Regions from separate parts of the Mus musculus genome. Here regions 1, 2 and 3 are each linked to region 4. Evidence: chromatin contacts called from public HiCAR-type and promoter capture Hi-C data. All regions are on one chromosome and are shown on one strand. Each heading gives the region's core, a stretch centred on a gene start, on an enhancer-like site or on the middle of the called end of the contact. The rest is flanking DNA. Distances are from core to core; before and after follow the strand shown. Region 1 holds the start of Irgm1 (immunity-related GTPase family M member 1). Region 2 holds the start of Ifi47 (interferon gamma inducible protein 47). Region 3 holds the start of Il12b (interleukin 12b). Region 4 holds the start of Med7 (mediator complex subunit 7).

Region 1 (5,708 bases), core at 487-2,986, 2.4 Mb after region 4:
ACATTCAGTAGTGTCTTGTCCTCAAGGCAATTCTCTCCCCTCCATCTCACCTATCATTAGCCAGGGTCTAGTTCTGTATTGGTTTTACTTAACTGAGTTCCACTCACCAGAGTAGAAGATGAGAGCAAACCATGCTTTCTCAGAACTATTTATGTAACTGTGACTGTAGATGGAGACTTCCCACCTGCCTGCACACCCGAGAGCACCCGGTGCTGGACCCTGGACCTGCCTGCACACCCGGGATGGTGCAGGTCACAGCTGCACGCAGGAGCCAGTAACTCTCAGGAGGGCTGCTGAAGTCCATACATTACAAGCAGACTGGGAAAGGGCATGGATAACTGTATGAAGCTGCAGGATCCTCCAGGAGCCACACAGGAATGTTGGTGTGGACAGCCTTGGGATACCGTGCCTCAGAACTCCAACCCAGTATTTACAAAGAGCCCTTAGAATTCTTTCTGGGATTCAAGTGACCCTCCACTTCCTTTTTTGAGGATCATGACCAGATTATACTCCTATTTCACCTCTCTGCACAGGGGCGAAGATCCCCAAAGAAGAATATAGATCCTTGTGGCTGTCAATCTGGGAAAGAGGATGAGACCCGTGAGGAAATGTCTTTCGAGTCTCGCAACCGACACAGAACGGAGAGCATGCTCGCACACACTTGCCCATAGCTGCATGAAAGGTAGCAGGGACCACACAATTCCCTCTGATATTTATTTATCTTTGGAAAGTGTGATAAACTTGCTCACGGTGAATGGGGACAGTACTGAACCCACATGCTCTGGGAAGATGGTATTTGAAAAGCTCCCATCTCATTAACTATAAACTTACAGACTAGTGAAGGAGGTGGTTCCTTAAACAGAGACACTTTCTCCAATGCAAATAAAACATTTTAATGGAGTCAGACAAAAAGGTCACTATGATACCTTATACTCAAAACCTACTCTGAGATTCCTATTCCATGGGTAGTCCAGATAAGAAACAAACCTCCCCCCCCCCCTATTTTTTTCATGTATCCTAGATATTGCCTGTGGTCCATTCTAATCCTGGGCGTTTATTTTGTGGAGCTATGAAGAGACGCTATCTTAAATTCCAAGAGAATATGGGTTGGCACGCTCTGCCCTCCTTCAAATTTAGCCAGCATTAGAAGAACCACAAGGCCAGAAATAAGGTGAGGTACGCATTTGCCTCCAGGCTGGTGGTTTAGATATATCTGAACAGCAAAGATACAGCAGGGCTGTGTGGTACTAGACAGTCAAAGTGAGGCTCTGCTGTGGACACTGCCTGAGCAAAAGAAACCAGACCCCAAGGTCACATGACCTGTTTTCACGGTTTTACCGTTCATATTATATTGGGGGATTCATATTAGATTGGGGGTGGCCAAGCTACATTTAAGAGACTTTTACTTACCTGATCCAGAGGAGTTATTATGTGTGATTCGATGTTAGTGGCCTTCCTGGAACGTCACCCCTTTCTTCCTAGGACAAAAACGTTGCTGTCCTCCGGCAGAAGTTCCCTATGTAGAGATCCAAAACTGGAATATAGACCCGGATGTTGAGAGATGAGATGCAGAGGTCTGGAGTCCTTCTGAGAGGAGACGAACCAAGAGGAGGTCTGATCGCGTGGATTTTCTTTCAGCTTCTGGTCTTCGAGCAGACCTTGCTTTTTGTCCTGCACTTTCTAGACCGGAGATATGCCTGCCTGGGCCCAGCGGGGGAGCGGGGGGGGGACGGACTCGAATTGAGAATCAGTTTCGGTTTCTATTTCTTGAAACAGGCTAGTTTTCAGGATTAGGCTGGGCGGGCTGCATAGTAGTCTTCAAAGAGGAGCAGAACCCTGCTGTGCTGACTCACCGTCAACAGGGGTCGGGATGAGGGATTGGAGGTGGTGGTGGAAGTGGAGGGTGGGGGCGTTGGGGTTGGAGTTGTGTCTGTTTAGGGACTTTAACAGCCAGCCCCGCGTCAGACCTTCCAGTGTCTGAACCTGCTACTTCTTTCCGTGGATACCACCTGTGGAGATGCTGGCCCTGGGCAATGCTAACCTCCAGACCCAGCAACCTCAGGCCACCCCGAGCTTGGAGGCTGCACTGAGACCTTGTTCTGTATGATCGTTTACCCCGTTTGCCGGCTCACTTGATTAATCACACCTCTCTATATAAAGGAGAATGTCAGAGCACCAGGGAGTCGAGAATCGGGTTCTTGTCCTCGTTAGTGTTTGAGAGGGAAGAGGGTATGAGCTGAGAGGGGACATACTTCATTTTCCTCAGATCTAGGAGGTAGATTATTAGAGAGTAAACGCAGGGGCTGGACGCTTTGACCATGGCATAGAAGCACTGACCCCTGTGTAACGTTTTCATGAAGAAAAACAGAATTTTTTTTTTTTAAAGCAACCGGCCACGGTCACAGTGACAGAGGGGGCAGCGAAGAGGAGCCAAGTAGCTTTCAGAGTGTCGGGCGGCTGTTATTCTCTCTGCTGCTCTTCTGTACCTACCGGTGAGTTCTTACTGCACAGCAAAGAGGGGCAGAGCTGAGCCTGTTCCATAGTCACTGCGAGAGGGAGACAGATTGGGCCAGGAGGAATGAGGCGGCTCCTCACACAGGCACTAACCAGTGTTCCAAACTCTACTTCTGCCCATTACAGGCTCAGTATTGCCCAGAGGTTTGGGCAATGTGATCCTCTGGTCACAAGGAGCCCTTTGTCACCCCTCCAAGTGACCAGTAATGTGATCCTCTACCGGCGCTGGTGGCTTTCTCTTTCTCCTTACCGGAAAAGACTGAGTTGCTGAGAAGAGGAACAAGTGTGAGCTGTTGTTTAATGAACTGGAGGCCTTGAGTGATAGCCAGGATCTGTCCTTGTTTGATTCCTCTAAGCCCTCAGCTTCTCCTCAAAGCCTGAGGAGAAAGCAGGCTAGTTTCAATGTCTGTCTTTGAGAGACTGGACAATCTGTATGTCCTGCTTTCTTTATGTGATTTCTATAAGAACAAACAGGAACAGGTCTGAGCACAGTACAGGAAGGCCAGGAAGAGAGTTTCTGGAACCTTCTGTCTCAGTGAGCCAGCATTTCAACTCAGCACTTTGTGTTTCCCCAGGGCCAGGGTCTCCCTTGAGCTCAGAGTTAGTTCTCTCAGGCTCTTGCTCCTGCGGAGGAACTGAGGCTGGGCACAGCAGGGTTTGTTATAACTGGGTGTCAGGTAAAGATTCCTCAGGGCAGGATGCTGTGTGTACACAGTCAATAATCAGAACACAGGCGGTCTGTCCTTAAAAATGTCACTGGCCGAGAATCTTTGGCTTCCCTAACCTACTCTCTGTGTAGACCAGGCTGGCCTTGAACTTACGGAGTTTACCTGCATCTGCTTCCTGAGTGCTGGAGCTAAAAGCATGAACTATCAAGACGAGCAAAGGCTGAGTTAATCAAGATCCTGTCTTAGTACCAGGTTCTTACTCTGGTTAATCATTCATTCACTGTAGAAAGGAAAGGAAGAGTCAACAGTTACAAAAGCACAGTATAGGCATTTCTCTGTTTACTTTTCTCTGACACCGAAGTGTGGGGACTTGCCTTTTCACCCTGTTGTTCAGCAGGGAGACCCTGGTACAGTTCATTAATCGCCACACCATGTTAGTTACTCCTTACAGAAAGATTCATGGAGATTCACTCTTGGGAACCAAGGTCTTGGACATAGCTGGTGACCTGTCAATCACGATCTCACACCTATCCTGCATAATAAGGCATATACATGTACATACAGACACTCATAAATCTACACACACACACACACACACACACACACACACACACACTTGAGGTCACCGAGCCTACAGAGTCTTGTACTCACTACTGTGCTAGGATAATGAAATCATCTGCTACTTTCTTTGTGACTGAAAAAAAGAGCCCCAGTATTTCTGTCAGGGGTAGTGTAGGTGTCTTAGCTTCAAGCGCAGCACTTGGCTTCTCATGGGCCTTGTTCCTATCTGTGACTCCAACTCACACAGGAAAGGCTTGTCGGCTGCAGCACAGAGGACTCTGACTGAAAGGGCTTTCCTGGTCTCCTGCTCCCACAGGGACAGAGATAGGGCTTCATACGGCTCCTCTCCTCCTCCTCCTCTCACAAAGCACCCACAGAGGCGACTTATCTCCTCCAGCTGTCACAGAGACACACCTCAGTTCTTCAGTATCTGGAATTGCACTTTGACTCGTACAAGGAAACCAAGTAGCTGACAGTTGGGGCTCGGCAAGGATTTTATCCTTTCTGCAGCTGCCCTCTCCAGGCTGTGGCCTGCTATTGGATCCTGGACATGGGAAGTCTTTGCTGCAAAATATATGAGGTATCTCAGCACTCTGACCTCACTCGGAGGAGGTGGTTTCTCTCAGTACTTCATGGCATAATTCGATTGAGGTGAAGCAGTCTTTCTTTATCTTCTTTTAAAAATCACGTGTGTGTGCATGTGTGTGCATGCGTGTGCATGAGTGTGCACATCTTCACAGATTATTTTGCATATGCAGACTAATTGCCTCTCCTTTCTCTGAAGGCATAGAAAGTGGGATATTTTCTCATGTAATATTTTGGTTTTCTAATATTGGACTCACTCTGCCCTGGCTCACATATTTCAGATTAAAAACATTTCTCTCTCAAGGAGCATTAATCTTCTCTAGGGATGAGACTCCTGATGGATTATGGGTTATTATGTAGTCTCAAGTGAAAATGATCAACCCTAAACACTTACTCCTACAAGGAGCACTAAATGGACTCACAGGGTTTTGAGGGTGTGTGTGTGTAACAATACAAATTAAAGAAGAAGAGGAATTTGAGCAGAAGTGGAGGATGTGGGAGAGATTGGAGGGAGAAAGGCAGGTAAGGAAATGGTGTGAATGGAGACTCATGTATGGAAGTCTCAAAAAATTTGACAAAAGAATACATGTGGAAAAAAAACTCTTTCCTAAGCAGCCGCTAGGTGTCACCCTGGTTCCCTTTTCCATTTCCTCTCGCACTACTAGAGCTGCGTAGATAGAGATGGTGATAGAGAAGGCTTCAGTCGTGTGTCTTTTCTGGAGAGTCATCTCTTCACCCCAGATAGAGCAAAGACATTTCCTCCAAGTCTGCCTTAGTCAACCAATAAACAGTTTGGGGTTCTTTGTAGAAGCTTGGGTGATTGAGGGCAGTGACCTCACTGATAAGCCCACCCCAACCTCACCAGGACTCAGGAACACAGCATCCTTGGAAGCTCCTGCACTGGTTGCAGCAGGCACTCCAGAAGGATGGCTCCTCTCTCCCAGCAAGGGTTTACTGCTTGTCTAAGCGTGGGGAAGGGAGTTGTGAGTCTGAGCCTTTGAGCTCAAGGTTCTTGAAGTTTCCTTAGGTTCTTGGGTTTTATAAGCCTCCGTCCTGAAGTGAAGGTACACCATCTTAAGCTGTTCTCTGTCTCTTTCTGTCTCTGTGTCTCTACCTCTCTCTGTCTCTTGTCAGCCATGAGCTGAACAGTCTCCTAAACCACATGCCCCCAAATCCACGAAGCTCTCCCTAAAAGCACGAGCCAAGTGGCCAAGGACTGAACCAACTCTAGCCTTTTCAAACCATGAGTCAAAAATAATTCTTTCTTCCTTAAGTTGTTTCTTTCAGGTATTGTAACCAGCACAAGTTTTACCATGGCTTTGTCATTTTCTCTTATCAAGTCAGGACTTCTGAACTAATTATGGTGACCAAATACAATCT
Region 2 (5,686 bases), core at 1,993-4,492, 2.7 Mb after region 4:
TCCCAGAGTTTCTGGATGCCCCAGTGTTTTCGGAATACCCTTCAGTCCACAGAGACTTTGACTCCCTGGCCATGGGGGGAGTCAACAATACTGACGTGGAGTTTGGAAGTGGGGGTGGAGATCAGATGGTGTTGGATGGCCAGGGATTGGTTTGCTTATCCATCCCTCTTTTATGCAATAGCTATCTTTATTCTCCATCCACAGTTGAAGCTGGGGTTTCCTCTTGCTTGTCACTGCCAGTTTGTCAGTTGAAGAAGTGACTATCTTCAACAGTGCAGAGGAGGGACAAGTACAAGATCAAAAGATTATTTCTACCTTCTGAGAATTCAGTGTACTATAGACTATAGTCACCCAGGCCCAATTATCTGTTTCCACGTGTATGTACAGGGGGTCTAACCCTCAACCCTTCTAGCACCCGCACTGGTACTCACCCTGTCTTAGTTAGGGTTTCTACTGATGTGATAACACACCATGACCAAAGGCAACCTAGGGAAGAAAGGGTCTATTTCACCTTATACTTCCACATCGTGGAGAGAAGCCAGGGAAGGGACTCAAGGCAGGAACATGGAGGAAAGAACTGAAACAGAAGCTATTAAGGAGTGCTACCCACTGGCTTGTTCTTTCCTGGATTGCTTGGTCTGCTTTTTATAGCACCCAGGACCACTAGCCCAGGGGAGGCATTATCTATCATGAGTTGGACTATCCTACATTAATCATTAATTTAAAAATGCATGACAGGCATTGTGAGGTATGCCTTCAGTCCCAGCTCTCAGGAGGCAGAGAGGGATCTCTGTGAGTTCAAGGTCAATCTGGTGAACATAGCGAGTTCTAAGACAGTCAGAGCTATGTAGAGACACACTATCTCAAAAACAACAACAAAAGAAAAACAAAAAAAAAAGGAAAAAGAAAAAAGAAAAAATGCATTATACACTTGCCTAGTAGCCAGTCTTATGGAGGTATTTGCTGAGTTGTGGTTCCCTCTTTTCAAATGATTCTAGCTTGTGTCAAGTAACACAACAACACTAGTCAGGATACACCACTCCCACTAGAGCTGGCTTCAGCATTTCTGACTTTTCTTGGGTCTTGTCTCTGAACAGTGCTTGGCTGATGGAGGTGACTAGTGATCAAGTCATGTTTAGCATGAGAGATTTCACGCTCAGAAACCTTGACCCACTTCTGTATGTGCCACACACACCCTCTGTGAGTCACACAAAGCTTGAAACACCCAAGACCCTGCTTTCAAAATTGATAGCAGGAGCAAAAGGAAAGTAAATAACTTGAGACTTGACAGCACAACTGTGTCCGTTTTCTTTCTATGGCACTGCAGAGGCCCCCTGTGGAGAGTGGAAGATAAACAAGTTCAGAATGCCTAGCACGCTGCTTCTCTTGGCTGCCCCTTTCCTGTGTGCTTGACAATGTTTCTGTTTTTGTTTTTTTTTTTCTGGTTTGATTATTAACAATTTACCACAGTATGTCACTATTCTAAGGAAGTGCAGGATCTATGTCACACATCTACACATTTTAAATGCAGAGTTCTGTGACTGGCTATGTCTACTGGGTCATCTGTCACATAGGAACACATACCTATCACACACATAGACACATATACCAGCTCATAGAAATGCACGCATGTATGGGTCCAGCATGTGTACACATGAATGAACACACAGCTTTGTCCTTGACCTAGGATGATGTGGTCACTCACCATTTGCTTTGTAACTAAAGAGAGACCCATAGTGTCCTTCTCAGGGACATTGCAGGTGTCTTAGCTCTGAATTAAGCAGATCTGGTTTCTCCTGGACATTCAGACTTCCAGCTCATTCACCCTTCTCTTGTCCCACTGTACCGTGGGAGCCCCATGATGCTGAGGAATGCTCTCATAGTGATAAAGAGAGATGGTGCCCTTTCTCCCCTTTTCATACCTCAGAGTATCTTCATGGTGAATCTGTGACACATTGCCATATAATTGAGTCACGGCTTCAGTTATCTGGAAGCCAGGCACTATACCTCAAGATTTCAATGTTCAGAACTAAATTTTGGCTCTCATATAGAAACCAAGAAAGAGATGTACTTGGTTCTCATACAAGAATCCACTAAGCATGTGAACGTCTGTGTACAGAAGGAGACAGAGTCACTGTGTGCCTTCAGATAATCAAAAATCGGACCCATAGACCATGGACGGTATCAACCTCCCACTCTCTGCACTCACCCAGCCATTCAAATGGAGAATAAACTCAAATCACACAGAGCTGGAAAAAAAAGACACCATTTTAATTAACAGGAGCATGTAATCTGTTCTTCATATCTGATTACATGTGTTAAAATTACGCAGAAACTCCGGGCGTGGTGGTACATGCCTTTAATCCCAGCACTCGGGAAGCAGAGGCAGGAAGATTTCTGAGTTCGAGGCCAGCCTGGTCTACAAAGTAAGTTCCAGGACAGCCAGGGCTATACAGAGAAACCCTGTCTCAAAAATACAAAACAACAACAACAACAACAAAAACCAAACCAAAACAAAACAAAACAAAAAATTATGCAGAAACACTGTCAATATAACCCAAACCATCCATGTTCAGAGACAGACTTCACCAAGGACAGAACATGTCAGCAACAGCTTCTTTTCCCAACATGGCAGCAAATGTCTTTCCTCCATGGTGATAAACGTTAAAACCAACAAAACCTGTGAGGGATTATCTCATTGCATCAAATGATGTTTTTGGAAAACCTGTCTTCACTTTGTGCCAGACTACGCTCTCATGAGGGAATCCTGAGGTAGATAAAATGAGAAAGGAAACTAGGAAGACTCCATTACTCTCTTTCCTGAGTTGTCTTGGTGGCTCTGGATCCTGTGAGACCCCAGGTTCATGGGTGCCTTGGGGCTGAAATGAGGTTAGTCAGCCACAGTGTTCCTGAGAAGGACAAGGAGGCAGACGCATGGCACAGTCCTTCCCGATGGGCAGTGTGTTTCAGTCATTCACTGGCGTCTTTGGAAAACCCCTCATCTCTTTCATCCTTGTCCCCAGGAATCCTTTGGCTTCAGAGAACTCATTCCCCTGATGTCTTGGCCGAGTGACCCTTCACAGGCCAAGTGGAAATGTCTTCCTGGCCTTGAATCTTCCAGGCTTCTTTCATTCTCTGACCAAGTTAAAGTCCTTTTCTTTTTCCTGGAAATGTTTATGCTGCAGGGGAAACAAAGAAAGAGCTTTAGTTTCACTTTTGTTTCCTGCAAATATATCTTTCATTTTTTTCTCTCTGCTAGGGCTCATTGCTTCAGACTTTCCTGAAGGAGGGCAGACCCGTGCCGTTGGTGGTGGCTGTGCTGTGGGCTGCAGTGAGAAACAGACCCGGTATTTTCTACTTCTTGGATCTGGTGAGTGCGAAAAGCCTTTGCACCTGGTGTGACCTAGGTTTTGGCTTTGTGGGAAGAGGGCAGAGCTGGCTTGGATAGGCAGCAGGTCATGTCACCGGTCTATCACAGATAGGAGTCATGGGTCTGGAACTGCCTTTTGGTGCCAGTTGTTCTGTGAGAGTTCTGAGTAAGTTTGGACTGAGCAGAGTCTTTATGGGTGACTCTCATAGGAAACGTACCATGCTCACTGTAATGTGGCCGGATCTCACCACCAGAGAGTATGGCATAACCCTGCCAGCTTTGCTTTCTTTTCTTTCCTTTCCTTTCCTTCCCTTCCTTTCCTTTCCTTTCGTTCCCTTCCCTTCCCTTCCCTTCCCTTCCCTTCCCTTCCCTTCCCTTCCCTTCCCTTCCCTTCCCTTCCCTTCCCTTCCCTTCCCTTCTCTCTTTTCTTTTCTCTTTCTTTCTTTCTTTCTTTCTTTCTTTCTTTCTTTCTTTCTTTCTTTCTTTCTTTCTCTCCTTCCTTCCTTCCTTCCTTCCTTCCTTCCTTCCTTCCTTCCTTTCTTTCTCTCTCTTTCCTTCCTTCCTTCCTTCCTTCCTTCCTTCCTTCCTTCCTTCCTCCCTCCCCTCCCTTTTTAAAAAGTCTCATCTGTATTTACTTTTTTTTTTTTCTAGATAGGGTCCAGCTGTGGGCCTAGGGTAAATGTGGCTTTTATTTCCTCTCAGGAAAAGAAGTTAAAGGGTGGTTTTCTCAGTTACCCCAACCTAAGGAAAGGTGGGTGTGCACCGGAGGCTAGGGCTAGAATTGCTGGATCATTCTGACAGACTCCTCTGTGTCCACTTGCTGGCACTCGATGCAGGGAGGGTATGGGTGAGAGTCATTCCCCTGCAGTAGCAGCTCGGTTATCAACAGAGGCACAAGGTGGTATGTGCTGGTGTTCACAAAATGGAAGGCAGAGCACGTGCCCTGAGTGAAGAGCAGGACTGGGTGGCCGATCCACACCCAGTGTCTGCCTGGTACAAGGCCTGACTGCTGTGGCTCTTTTCCCAAGGGCCCAAGGGGCCCCAGAAACATCACTGCGTCCTATGGTCCCTTAAATGTCCATCTCAAACTTCACCGCCTGCCCGCTTATCTTCCGGGCTGCTGTGCAGGTGGTGGCTCTGGCTGGCTTGCATGGGAGGCTCACCGCTGGTAGGGCTAGTGACCCAGAAATGGCTGGCAGGTCCTTTGGGGGTGTTTTGGCAACAGGTGAGTTCTGACACTCCATCAGGAATTTCCAGTCATAGATGATTTGGGTTGTGTGTGTGCCGCTGGGGGTGGTGCTGTAGTGCCTGGGCGGGAGCTGCACGCCTCATCGAGGGCTACGTGGTGAGTGGGGGTTGCCCAGCTGGGAGTCTGGCTGCAGCTGCTGCCCGCTGATACGTCTCCTGCACACCGCCCACGACCCTCCAGCAATCCCGCCCAGCCCGTCTCGCCCTGTATTTACCTTTTAAACAGAATGTGATCGGGCACTATTATTTCCATTCACAATCCTTGCTGAGTTACAAGACCTAGGGAAACTTAGGGTTTTGTTCTGGGTACTTTGGAAAACAAGCCACTTGGGGAATTCCTCTGTCAAGTTGTTTTAACTTGTGTTTACTTCTAAGACTGGTACATGCAAAGCCATCTTAATGTGGTCTACTAAGGAATCCAGCTCAAAAGTTAAACACTTCAGACCACAAACATAATTAACAAAAATCTAAGTAATGTTTCATCATGGACACACGAGTAAAGCTGATTTGCTGAGGTCTAAGGATGTCCATCCTGCTCCATAAGAGACAGCACGTTAACCTCCATCCTCACACTTACAGAACATACTTGAGAGAAAGCGTGGCTGGTTTCTTTTAAGATGCTGAAAGATCTCTATTTGTTCTAATGTTCACCATACACAATTAGTAATCAGAAGTAAAATAATTATTCCTCCCATTCCTGTTTTTTCTCCCTGCATTTCTTCCCCCTTGCTTCTCTCCCCCACCCCCTTCCTTACCCTCTGTCTCCTCTTTCTTCTTTGTACTGAGATTGGACCTTTGGCATCATAAACCTTGGACTATGCAAGGGCTCTACCACTAAGCTGCACTCCAAGCCCTTTCATTTTTTATATTTTTACTTTAAAAGTGTATTTATGTATGTGTGTGTGTGCATACATACGTGAGTGTCTGTTTGTGTGTGCATGTGTGTGTGATCACATGTACATGTGCAGAGGTCAGAAAACAGTTTTGGAGAGTTAGACTTTCCGTCTACCTTACAGAGGTGGGTGTGTCTGGTTTCCATGGCTATGTTGTAGACTCTAGGTAACTAAC
Region 3 (5,597 bases), core at 2,560-5,059, 2.0 Mb before region 4:
CTTCAGTGGGTAAAAGGGGTAAGAGGTTGACACAACAAAATGTGCCAGTAATTGTGGTATTGGGGAGGGGCAGATGGGAGGGTCCCGAGGTCCAATGGCCTGACAGTTCAAATCCATCAGCTCCAGGTTATAAAACTAGGATGGTGAACTAATGAGACGCCTCAGTAAATAAATGTGCCTACCTCCAAGTCTAACAACTTAAGTTCAGTCCCTGGGAGCCACACAGTAGGAGAGAACCAACTGCTACATGCTGTTCACATAAGTGTGCATAAACACATACATATACGCACGTGCACACATGTGCGCACACACAAACACACTAAAACTATATGATTTAAATTTAAAAAAAACCCACTAAGATGAAGAGCAATCAAGGAAGCCATCCCACATCAATCCTGGCAACCGTACATGTCCTCAGTCACACACATGGATGTACACAGCATATGAACATATATAAAAAGAAACCAAAGCTGGGCATGGTGGCATACGCCTTTAATCCCAGCCCTTGGGAGGCAGAGGCAGGCAGATTTCTGAGTTCGATGCCAGCCTGATCTACAAAGTGAGTTCCAGGACAGCCAGGGCTATACAGAGAAACCCTGTCTCAAAAAAAAAAAAAAAAAAAAGAAAAGAAAAGAAAAGAAGAAACCAAATATTTTTTAAGAATGATACATGTTAGTTGTAGACATTTTGGAGAAAATAGGAAGCCAAGCCATTGAAAATAAATACATAAACAAACAAACAAACCCCGAAAATCATCTAGTCACACGCTGACTGACACATGCACTTGGGGTGTTTTCCCGGTCTGAGCTTCTGTAAGGAAGCAGGCAGGAGCAACAACCATAGCCTGCGGGCAGACACATCTTTTGTAAATGATGGACTAAGAAGGAAGATTTATTTCTCATTGTCTGATTACCTGATTTCTTCCTTCTATGTCAGCACAAACCACCAGACTTACCTGGCCAATACCTATGATTTATGGCCTCCTAGTTGGTCTATCCACTCCTCTGTGATCAGGGCTCTGTGCCCAGCTCAGCTTTCAGTCACTGTAAGTATATTCTCCTCGGGAAGACTAGATTACAGTTGTCCAGGGGACTGGAAGAAAAAGTTCTGGGAGCTTCTAAGACAACTTTGCTCTTAGGAGAGATGCACATGATAAAAGCTGTCTCCTCTCTTTTCTCTCTCACTCCTTCCTTTACTCCTTCCCTCCCTCCCTCTCTCCCTTTCTTCATTTCTCTCTGAAACACAGACACACACACACACACACATACACACACACTGAATGTCATCCTGGATTATCTGTTATCTGGAAATATGGAGTCATCTGGAGAGAGAAGCTAGTTGGCAGACTAAGCCAAGTCTCTAACTGATCCAGATGTGGAGTCAATTCTGTTAGGTCCAGCAAGAGACCAAAGCCATGGATGTACTCACTAAAGGCTGCTGAAGGGCTGCAGAGATAACTGAGTGGTAAAGCTATCGACTAACATGTGGAAAATGTGTGTTCATAGAAACTCTTGTGGCTGCTTTTGAAACTTGGGTCGTGATATAATCCAGGCCTGTTCATTTCCCAACCACTACATAAAAGGAATTTTCAGAATCATCATATAACAAGATCCTACTTAAACAACCAAATATATACAGGGGGCACAGGCGGCTCAGAGGAACACACATCAAAGCACAGGTAATGTCTACTGCCAGGAGTCTCTATGTCAAAGCTTCAGCTTCTTATTCAAGGTGTATTTTGCTTTGGAGTTTTTGACAATAGCAAGGATGCATGTTTTGCTTTGCATTGTCTGAAAACTAATGTTTTAAAGCACACATGATTTATATTGTATTAGAAAAGTATACTAAAGGCTTATAGCCATCTTTTGATAAGGGAAGGGGCCTTTTGGTATTACATACATACATCTGTACGTACGTGTGTGTGTTGGGGGGGAGGGGTTCAATCACAGCCAAGTAGCTTCAGCCTGATTATGAGCCACACTGTTATTCTGCACATCATTCCCTTGTGTCTTGTATTCCTCTAACTGTTTTTGACCTAGCCCCAAGAGCTACCTCAAGCCCCCTCCCCCCCCCCTAGCCTTCCCTCCAGCTCCAAATAAGCCCATGGAGCTATTCTTCGGCCCCATATTGCTTTGTTCGGTTTTCCTCATGAAATCGCTTTCTTGTGGCTCATAATGATAGCTTGTCTAAGCTCAGGGGACATTTGCATGAGCTTTGCATGTATGTTGTCACAGCTTGTCTCAGCTCAGGGGACATTTACAACCCTGCACTGCAGCAGTGAGGCTAAGAGGAGTTATGTACCTTGTCAAGATCCAGTTCCTCGAGAGGCCAAAGATGGTGCTCTAACGAACTCCCGATCTGTCCTTGGGAGAGATGGGCAGAGGTAACCATGAGCTTTGCATGTAGGGTCAGTGTGACCAGCAATCTTAGTCACAGAGATTATGGCTGTCCTCAGAGATCCCCTAAAACTAGCACATTATTTTTTACTGCTATTTCACTATGCAACGAAACCTACTTTGTTCACTTAAGAATGATCTTGTATGCAAAACCAGTTTCACTCGAAGCCTAGGAGTACAGGGATGCCACTAGCTAGCTTGCTGTGACTGATGTCTCCACCCTCAGTTTGAAGCCGATCAGGACCAAAGAGGGATTGCAGCTGGGCTGCTGGAGTGAGGAAGTGTGTGGCTGGGAAGCTCCGCAGTTCTCTCCCCCTCCCCGCGCCCCAGGCAGACTGACACTTGGAAGAAAGTTAGGCCGGAAATCTACACCGCCCGAAACCTGACAGGGTCCAACCTCAGCCCTAGGAACTTCCCAGGAGGCGGGAACCCAGGCCAGGGACAGGAATGGAGAAGCGGCGGGTTGTGTCCCTTGCGTCCCAACCGCGAGGATGTCCTCGCTTCGCGCCCTCTATCGGCGGCTCTGAGAGTGGCTCTCATCTGTATGCGAACTGGATGTGCAAGAAGAGCTAATATTTCTGAGCACGGATGAGGAAGGGAGGTAACATCAACTTACAGGATTGCACACCTCTTTGCAATTTTAAACTCCTCAAGAAGAGAAACTACAAAGGGTTTATAGGACCACAGACACGTTATTACTGAAGTGAGAATATAGTATGGGTACCCAAAAGAGTGACCTTTGAATCATCTGTACGCTTGCCTATGTCTAGCTCAGTTCATGCTGCTATCAATCCATGAGTAAGGACCTATAAGCATAAGAGACGCCCTCAAAACACTATGACTTTTATTAGTTATTCACCTCCCCAGAGCTGTCCCTGGATACAGACAACATAGGTATGAGGTAGGGGGTACGTGGAGCCAAACAGGAGGTAATACCTTCTGAATTTAGATGCTAACAAGAAAACATGGGGAAAGGTGGCCCAGATACACTAGGCCCTTTATTCTTTGGGCCTGTAACACCTACTTATTTGATTGTGGCATGAACCATGAACTCGGTTTGGGGCAAGTCCTTCCTTTTTCTGCAGTCTGTGGAATCGGGAGAGGTTAGCCATTGCCGCCTCTATTCACCTTAGGCATGATGTAAACAGAAATTAGTATCTCTGCCTCCTTCCTTTTTCCACACCCCGAAGTCATTTCCTCTTAACCTGGGATTTCGACGTCTATATTCCCTCTGTATGATAGATGCACTCAGGGAGGCAAGGGGGGGAGGGAGGAACTTCTTAAAATTCCCCCAGAATGTTTTGACACTAGTTTTCAGTGTTGCAATTGAGACTAGTCAGTTTCTACTTTGGGTTTCCATCAGAAAGTTCTGTAGGAGTAGAGTATATAAGCACCAGGAGCAGCCAAGGCAGCAGAAGGAACAGTGGGTGTCCAGGCACATCAGACCAGGCAGCTCGCAGCAAAGCAAGGTAAGTTCTCTCCTCTTCCCTGTCGCTAACTCCCTGCATCTAGAGGCTGTCCAGATTCAGACTCCAGGGGACAGGCTACCCCTGAACCAGGCAGCGTGGGAGTGGGGTAAGTGGATTCTGGGAGCATCTCGGATGGCTTTCCCCGCTGGTGGAAACCAGGGGCTTTGACGACAGGGGCTTCAAATAGTCATTTAAAAAGTCAGCTAATTACAGATGTGATGGCGCACACCTGTAATCTCCAAATCTGGGAGGCAGGAAACAGAATGCACAGGAGTTTAAGGCCAGATTCAGCTGTGTAATGAGTTTGAGAGAGTCTCAAAAAATTGAGCTACTAATAATATGTGCCAAGCATTGTGGACAGATGTGTATTTGATAGAAAGGTTTGCTTTGTCTATATAGACACATATACTATGTGCATTTTCTTAAGTATTAATGCATATGTGTTAAGGAGTGTTGTTAAAATTCTGTTCTTGCCTTAAGAGTGAAACTTAAAAAAAAAAAAAGCCTTTCATGTACCCCTTCAAGCCTAAGCTCATCACTGAATGTCCTACCTGTGATGGCCTTTAGAATCAGCTATGATAATCAAAGTGGAGAGCTGGGTTTGGGGGTTCCTTTGGATTTTAACTAACTTTGCCACCTCTTCAAAACTGGAAAGCCCAAGGCATGTTCCAAACTATTTCCTAAAGGGTTCTAAAATCTGTGAGAAAGGGAAGGCTAATCTTCATGGGTTGGCTTCCTCTGCTTGCCCAGGTGAAATCATGAGCACCAGATGGGGCAGGGTGATGGGGCAGGGTGACATCTTGCTTTCACCCAGGGATCACTGAGCCTCAGCTGGGGGCTCCGTTTGTTCAAGCAAGGCATTTCAAGATGAAGTTAGGTCACCCCCAAGAATTCATTTTGCTGAGATCTGAAATACTGTGATTATTGCACCAACAATCCATGGACTCTCTCTAGGCTAGATTCTGGATATAAGACTAGACAGATATGACCTCTGTCACACACCTCGGTATGGGAAAGGGGGGACAGACATTAAAGACGTAATCAAATGATTGTCATTTCAGCGATGCTGAAGGGGAAGAGTAGCTATTTGGGGTCCTGTTTTCATTTGGGGCTCAAGCTGGCACTTTCTGTGGATCATTTCATGAACTCCTAACCTGACAGAGTTATTTTTAATCTAGGAGTACAGGCTTGACAAAGTCAACACAACTTGTCAAGGTCACATAACTAACAAGTGGCAGACTGAGGTCTGTTTGGCTGTAGAACCAAGGCCCTTTGCCCGTGCCCTCCTTGCCATCCCTGACAGCCACGCCATCTGTACTGTGCATTGTTGTTTCTGGGCATTTTTATTTTTACATATCATTTCTCTTTTAAATTAAAGAATAACAGAATGAAACTTGCAAAAGGGATGTCCACTCAGGCACCCGCTGGCAGCAATGTTTGGAAGCATTTGCATGCTCTAGGGAGCTAGAGTATCCAGCCCAGGGTTCCTGTGCTCTTTGCACAAGACTTTCAGGACTTAAGAAAACTAATGAAAACAAACAAACAAACAAACAAACAAAAAAGAATTGTTAAAACATAGCATATGGAAGAATTGTGGAGTGAGAGGGAAACAAAGCCCAGCATCTGCCAATCAGCCTGAAAGCCAAAGCCTGGCTACATACTGCACACTTTTTTGCTTGTGCAGATTTGATTAAGAGGCGACCTGCCATCATCTCCACCCTCTGCTGGTCTT
Region 4 (6,167 bases), core at 233-2,732:
AGTACTGGGGTTGTCTTATATGTATTATTCTAGGCAAGCTCTCCACCCATGAACTTATCTTTGGGTGATGGCTAATCTTTAGAAGCAGAAAGACTGAGTGGCATTTTCTTGTGGCTGCCCAGATAAAAGGACATGAAGAAAGGAAACTGCTCTTTGGTTGCTTGCTCTAACACTCACTGGCAACTTCATCTGTACCACTGCTGTGCCATTCCTTTGCCAGTATTAGAACCAAACTTCTTTGGGATTCCAACATGGACTGAAGACCTGTGGCTCTCCAGGAATCTTCCAGGTCTCCAATGCCAGGTGGGGGTCTGTTGAGACATCCAGCCTCTTAGACTGAGCAACTACAGGATTCTCAGCCTTTCAGGGCTGAGACAGCCATTGCTGGACTACTTGAACTGCATCTTGTAAGTCACTCGGATAAGTCATATATACATATATATCCATGTGCATACACACATTCATTCTATCAGTGTAATAACCCCTAGTACACTTTCAGTAAGATAATAAATCTGTGGGTATAGGAAAAAACGAAGAGCCCTTACCTTTTAGAGGTTCATACCAGACTAGAGACAAAATGATGGGGCTCATATAACTATGGAAGTTGGTAGTGAGTAGACTCTTCTTTTGTTTTTATGCCTGCAATGCTCCACATATTTAAAGGAAGAAACTGAGACATTCTTGTTTGTGAAGCAGAGCTGTTTATCTTACTTTTAGTTTGCAACACTGCATCTTACGACTCCCATATCATCTGTTAACAACTCTTCTCTCTCTCCTCCCTCCCCCTCCTCCTCTCCCTCAGGGAAAGGCCAAAATGGAAATATTTCTTGCTAGTCCTGATGGCTCATTTCTATACCTCTGGCTTTCCAGAGGCTGGGAAGAGACATCTGAAGCCAGCCTGGGCTACACAGTGAAATTACCCACTCCCTCCATTTTAAAAAATTATATTAAGTTTTTTTCACTTGTCAATTTGTGGAAGGATTGTTATAGACATCTTTGAATTCCTAAATGAAAATAAAAGTGAATGGAAGGGGGAAAATGAAGGTTTAGGATGTTATTCTTAATCATGTTCACAAATATCTCCATATATATGAATATATCATAGAGTACAATCTTGCTTTTAAAAAACATTTTTGATGATTACATTAGTATAATTTTTAAATATATTGCTTATCTGTATTTTCTGACTTTTACATAAGGCAAGTATTTAATTTTAAAAGTCTCGTATAAAAGTGGGGGCTGCAAGGAATGGAATTACTAGAGAGTACTTTCTTCTACTAACAAAAAGTACGAAGAAGTATTCTCCTGACCTGACCAAGAAACCAGACAGCGGATCTTTCCCGAGAGAAGCAGGAGATGCGAAAGTGCGCATGTGCAACATCTTTAGGGCGGGAGTAGGACCTGCTATAGGACAGCCTTGGTAGCCAATGAGAGGCCCGCGTCAGAGGCTTCTTCCTGAGAAGGCAACCGGAACTTGTGCTTCCGCTGCGCTGAGGAAAAGTCACTACCGGAAAAGCAAGAAAGAGCTGAGGTGAGCGGGCGGCGGCGGTTGGCGACCGCAGCCTAAGTCTGTCTCTCCGCCCCCGCGGTTGCGTCTCTCCCGGCGTGGAGCGCCGAAGTCCGGCGCGGGACAGCCTGGGACGCCCGGGCTAGCCTTCCTCCCGGTTCCTCCGCGAAGCCTCCCCGGGGCCTGAGGCAGGCGGCCGGCCGAAGGTACACCGAGTACCGCTCTCTCCGGACGACAAGCCAGACGGGAGGTTGGGAGGTCCGAGTTCTCGTCCCCACGCCACGGGCTTTTATAATGTCGTGGTCTTAGCCTGCCCTGTCGCCATTGGTAAAGTGACAGTAGCCGCCTGGGAGCGCGGGGGCTGGGGGAGGGGAGCGAGAGCCTGGGTCGGAGCCGGATTCATCCTGTACCAGACTTTCCGCGGGGACCCAGTCACGGGGACAAAGTGAGCCAAGTGTCTGAGCTTGCGGACCCCCCCCCTCCCAAAAAAAAAAGCACCCACGAGACACTGGATCTTGTTAGTGTTAGCGAGTCACGACCTCCAGCGGCTTTGAAAAGTTCAGTTTGAACCGGTAATGGGCGGTTTCTGTAAGGTGGCCCGCTCTAACGCGGGATGCCCAAGTTACGGGGGTTTGCACTTGCGCCCGAAAAAACTAATGCGGATTCCCGTTGTACAATTCACCCCCTTCTGCACGTTGGGAATTGGCTTCTTGTCTCTATAGTCAAATTGGGAGTAGTCGTACCGTCCTGATGATTGGAGTGAGGATGCGGATCTGTCACTTACTAAAAACCTTCGGGAAACTGCGGGTTTAGTGTGGGTGTGGCTAAGGGAAGCGCAGATCCCCAACTTCAAAAGCCTTCGGGGGATGAAATTTAGGCCAGGTGTTGACTTGAAGTGGCTACAAGTAGACTTTCGTGTTCTAGGTATATACACCCTGAATTAGCTCTAACAGTTAGACAATCTGAAGAATTTGGAGTTGCTTCCCTCAGATTTAAGGTATTGGCAGTGTACATCAGTGTGAGAAAGCACTCAAGAATCTTCTCATTGTATAATGTACTTAAATTGGAAAAAGCAAAGGTTATTTTGACCATATATGTTGGGATTTAGGTTTTAAATTTATGTAGAAAAGATGTAAAAATTGCTAATGTGTTAAGAAAACTGTACTATACTAACTCTACTATACTGTAAGATGTGGCTTCCTTCAGAAACCTTGGAAAATATTTGAAATATGAAATTTAACAACGGTGTTTTGTTATAGTTGTTTGTTTGTTTGTTTTTTTGAGACAGAATTTCTCTGCGTAGCCTTGGCTGTCCTGGAACTCACTCTGTAGACCAGGCTGGCCTCGAACTCAGAAATTCACCTGCCTCTGCCTCCCAAGTGCTGGGATTAAAGGCGTGCGCCACCACTGCCCAGCAACAATGGTGATTTTTGTCAAGATGTAAAGAGAGTTTTAAGTGTTTGGGTTTGGAGACCACTGTACAGTAAAAAGGAAAGTGAACGACATGAGATTAATAGATACCATATGTAGTTTGATTATGGGAAAGAATAATAAATAAGGCATATGACATTTGCATATAAATGTTCTTTTCCAGAGTAGGTTCCAACATATGCCTACCAAAAGGAGTCAGACATGAAAAAATAGTATATCATGTACCATATAAAAGCACCCTAAATACAGACCCTTTTTCCTTAGTTCTCAGAATATGTTTGTTCTTTGAGAATTTTATACACACACACACAAACACACATGTGTTTTGATCATACCCGCTTCCACACTCCTCTAATACCTCACAGACCACTACCATATCTTACTCCCACTTTTATATATTTTAAAAATATTTACTTAGTTTTTAAAGATGGATCTTTAGCACCGGCTGGCCCAGCCTCACTGTGTAGTCCAAACTGGCCTTGAACTTAGAGCTATCGAGCTTCTCAGTCACAGGGACTACAGCATGACCCATCATGACTACAGCGGGAACCATCATGCCCAGTTTAGGTCTTTTTAAAAAAATGTTTAAAAATAACAGTAAATAAAGTCCTCTGCCAAACCTGTGGTGGACTCTGCTGCTTGTTTTTCCACTTTGTATGCTTTACATTTGTCAGATTACCTAGAATATGTGAGTCCTTAGTGCTAGCATCCTTTTCTAAACAAGCAGAGCAGATCTTACTTCACCATCACGTGAAGTCTGGCAGGCAGCAAGAGTGCTCTTTAACAGGTGAGAAAGACTTGAAGAGATCAAAAAAATAGTAGGGTTTCTAAGTGATACTGTTTTGTGTTCTCAGAATTTCCTTCATAGACAAAGTTTGCATATCTCGACTTGGGTGTATAGTTAGAGATATTAGGGCAACAAGGCTCTCACTTCTGTTATCTTCACTGCAATAAACATAACAATTCAGCATTTTTAAGTCTGATTCAGTTAAACAAACTATCTGATAAAAACCTGCAGTCGTGGGTGAATACAGTTAAGAGTCAGGACACAGCAGGCCGTAGGACCAGAGCAGTATTGTGAAGAAGTCATGGTACCTGGGAGTCAGTGACTAAGTAGTTTAAACGGTGATTCTGCAGTAAAAATGACCTTGCCATTGTCCACTGTGAGTTACAGAACCTGTCTTTACACTTGAATGTTAGAATCATAATTGTGGTGCTATCACAAAGTAGACAAAGGGCAAACCTTTTGGAAGGCAGAGTCTTTGGTGTGCAACTTTCTGTACCTTCCTTGCTCTATCCCATTAGCCTAACAAGGAAGTTTTTTTGTTTTTTGTTCTCCCCCCCACCGTCAGATCTTCATAAAGCTTTGCTTTATTTTCTCTTTGCCAGGATCATCTGTCCCTATCGGGTGAGTTAGCACACCTGTTGTCTTGGGTGGTCAACACGTTCTCAATTTTCAAGGTGTATTTCCTATCAGGAAACTTGAAGATAATATGGTCTGAACCCACAGTGAACTTCTGAACATCGTAGTTGTGTTGATCAGGCTGCTCTGGTCTTAGGTTGGTACTTTTTTCTCTCATCAGTGAAGTTTCATGACACAGTAACAAATGTCACAAGACCCTCTCCCTCCCTCACACCCTGCCCTGCTCTTCTCCCCCCCCCCCCCCCAGTATACTTTGCCCGGTCTGTTTTTGAGAAATTGACAAGTCTTCCGTGCTCTGGAAGGATTGTTTTGTTTTTGTCATTACTGGTATTGTGGGTGCCTGTCTTCCACTGAAATGTGGCCTATATCTGAAGATTTTTCCCGCAAGCCCCAGTAGATAGAGAGCTAATGTGGGCTGTCCCAGCTTCCATTTCCCTCAGACATTCTCTATAGAGGAAAAAGATGTAGCTTTTGTTTTATTAACTACTGTTGAAAACCCTGAGGAAATAAAGGAAAATACATGGATGTTAACATAATATTTAATTAGAACATAATTGATAGCTATTCACTGCTGTAAATGTTAATTTTAAAATCTAAGATCATCTTGTCTTGGACTGTGTACTGTCAGAAAAAGGAAGAACATATTCTGAAGTCACTAATTGGGGGCAGCAGGAGGAAGGTGGTGTTCATGATTCTGTTCTGAATCGTGCTCTGTTTCTTTAGGTTCTTGATTGTCTACAATGGGTGAACCACAGCAAGTGAGTGCACTTCCACCGCCTCCAATGCAGTACATCAAGGAATATACAGATGAAAATATTCAGGAAGGCTTGGCTCCCAAGCCTCCTCCTCCAATTAAAGACAGCTACATGATGTTTGGCAACCAGTTCCAATGTGATGATCTTATCATTCGCCCTTTAGAAAGTCAGGGCATTGAACGGCTTCATCCTATGCAATTTGATCATAAGAAAGAGCTGAGAAAACTCAATATGTCTATACTGATTAATTTCTTAGACCTTTTAGACATCTTAATAAGAAGTCCTGGGAGTATAAAACGAGAAGAAAAGCTAGAAGATCTTAAGCTACTTTTTGTACATGTACATCATCTTATAAATGAATATCGACCCCACCAAGCAAGAGAGACTTTGAGAGTCATGATGGAGGTCCAGAAACGCCAGCGCCTTGAAACAGCTGAGAGGTTTCAGAAACATCTGGAACGAGTCATTGAAATGATTCAGAATTGCTTGGCTTCTTTGCCCGATGATTTGCCCCATTCAGAAGCAGGGATGAGAGTTAAAGCTGAGCCGATGGATACTGATGATAACAGCAATTGTCCTGGACAGAATGAACAACAAAGAGAAAGTTCAGGTCACAGAAGGGACCAGATTATAGAAAAAGATGCTGCCTTATGTGTGCTAATTGATGAAATGAATGAAAGGCCATGAAGAATATTCCTTTTTTTCCTTTTAGTAAGTAGCATCATATATTAGTTTATTTCCTCTCAGACAGTCTTAAGAGGTATAACTAAAGATACTAAGAGACTTTTTTTCAATTGAAATGCTGTAGGTGGTAATTTAACACTAAACATAGGCCAGCAAGTATATTTGAGTAATTGCCATAAAAAAGCTGAATGTTTGCTATTGTTTGAGATAGTCCTATTTTTTGGAGTTGGAATAAAAACTTGAAGTAATAACGAATTGTCATTCTTGGAAAAAAAGTTATTTGCTTCGAGACTAATAAAGGGCATCAAGTGTACATGTGAAATTATAAAATGTTTAGATTTATTCCAAAATAATATAGAAAGTTTAT

What was found. HiCAR-type assays count read pairs that join an accessible place to other places. Capture Hi-C pulls out chosen DNA fragments and counts their contacts.
Region 1: a contact with region 4 is called in a promoter capture Hi-C map of adipose tissue, with 3 times the contacts expected there. The contact joins the promoter of Irgm1 here to the promoter of Med7 in region 4. A contact is called at or near these places in 1 of 39 promoter capture datasets (cranial neural crest), 1 of 484 Hi-C or Micro-C datasets (B cells), 3 of 115 datasets of contacts at active chromatin or transcription factors (astrocytes, fetal liver and large pre-B cells) and 1 of 9 other capture datasets (adipose tissue).
Region 2: a contact with region 4 is called in a promoter capture Hi-C map of liver, with 2.4 times the contacts expected there. The contact joins the promoter of Ifi47 here to the promoter of Med7 in region 4. A contact is called at or near these places in 1 of 115 datasets of contacts at active chromatin or transcription factors (astrocytes) and 1 of 9 other capture datasets (liver).
Region 3: a contact with region 4 is called in a HiCAR-type map of astrocytes, with 2.4 times the contacts expected there. The contact joins the promoter of Il12b here to the promoter of Med7 in region 4.

Annotation. Positions count from the first base shown.
Region 1 is chr11:48,869,684-48,875,391 of GRCm38.p6, forward strand. Irgm1 (immunity-related GTPase family M member 1) reads right to left here and starts at 1,737. Exons shown (of 3, transcript NM_008326.2): 1 at 1,411-1,737.
Region 2 is chr11:49,083,775-49,089,460 of GRCm38.p6, forward strand. Ifi47 (interferon gamma inducible protein 47) reads left to right here and starts at 3,243. Exons shown (of 2, transcript NM_008330.2): 1 at 3,243-3,370. It also overlaps the pseudogene Gm12188.
Region 3 is chr11:44,396,254-44,401,850 of GRCm38.p6, forward strand. It overlaps Il12b (interleukin 12b), which reads left to right and starts at 3,810. Exons shown (of 8, transcript NM_001303244.1): 1 at 3,810-3,865.
Region 4 is chr11:46,435,479-46,441,645 of GRCm38.p6, forward strand. It overlaps Med7 (mediator complex subunit 7), which reads left to right and starts at 1,483. Exons shown (of 3, transcript NM_025426.3): 1 at 1,483-1,713; 2 at 4,328-4,497; 3 at 5,085-6,167. The coding sequence starts at 5,102. The coding sequence ends at 5,803.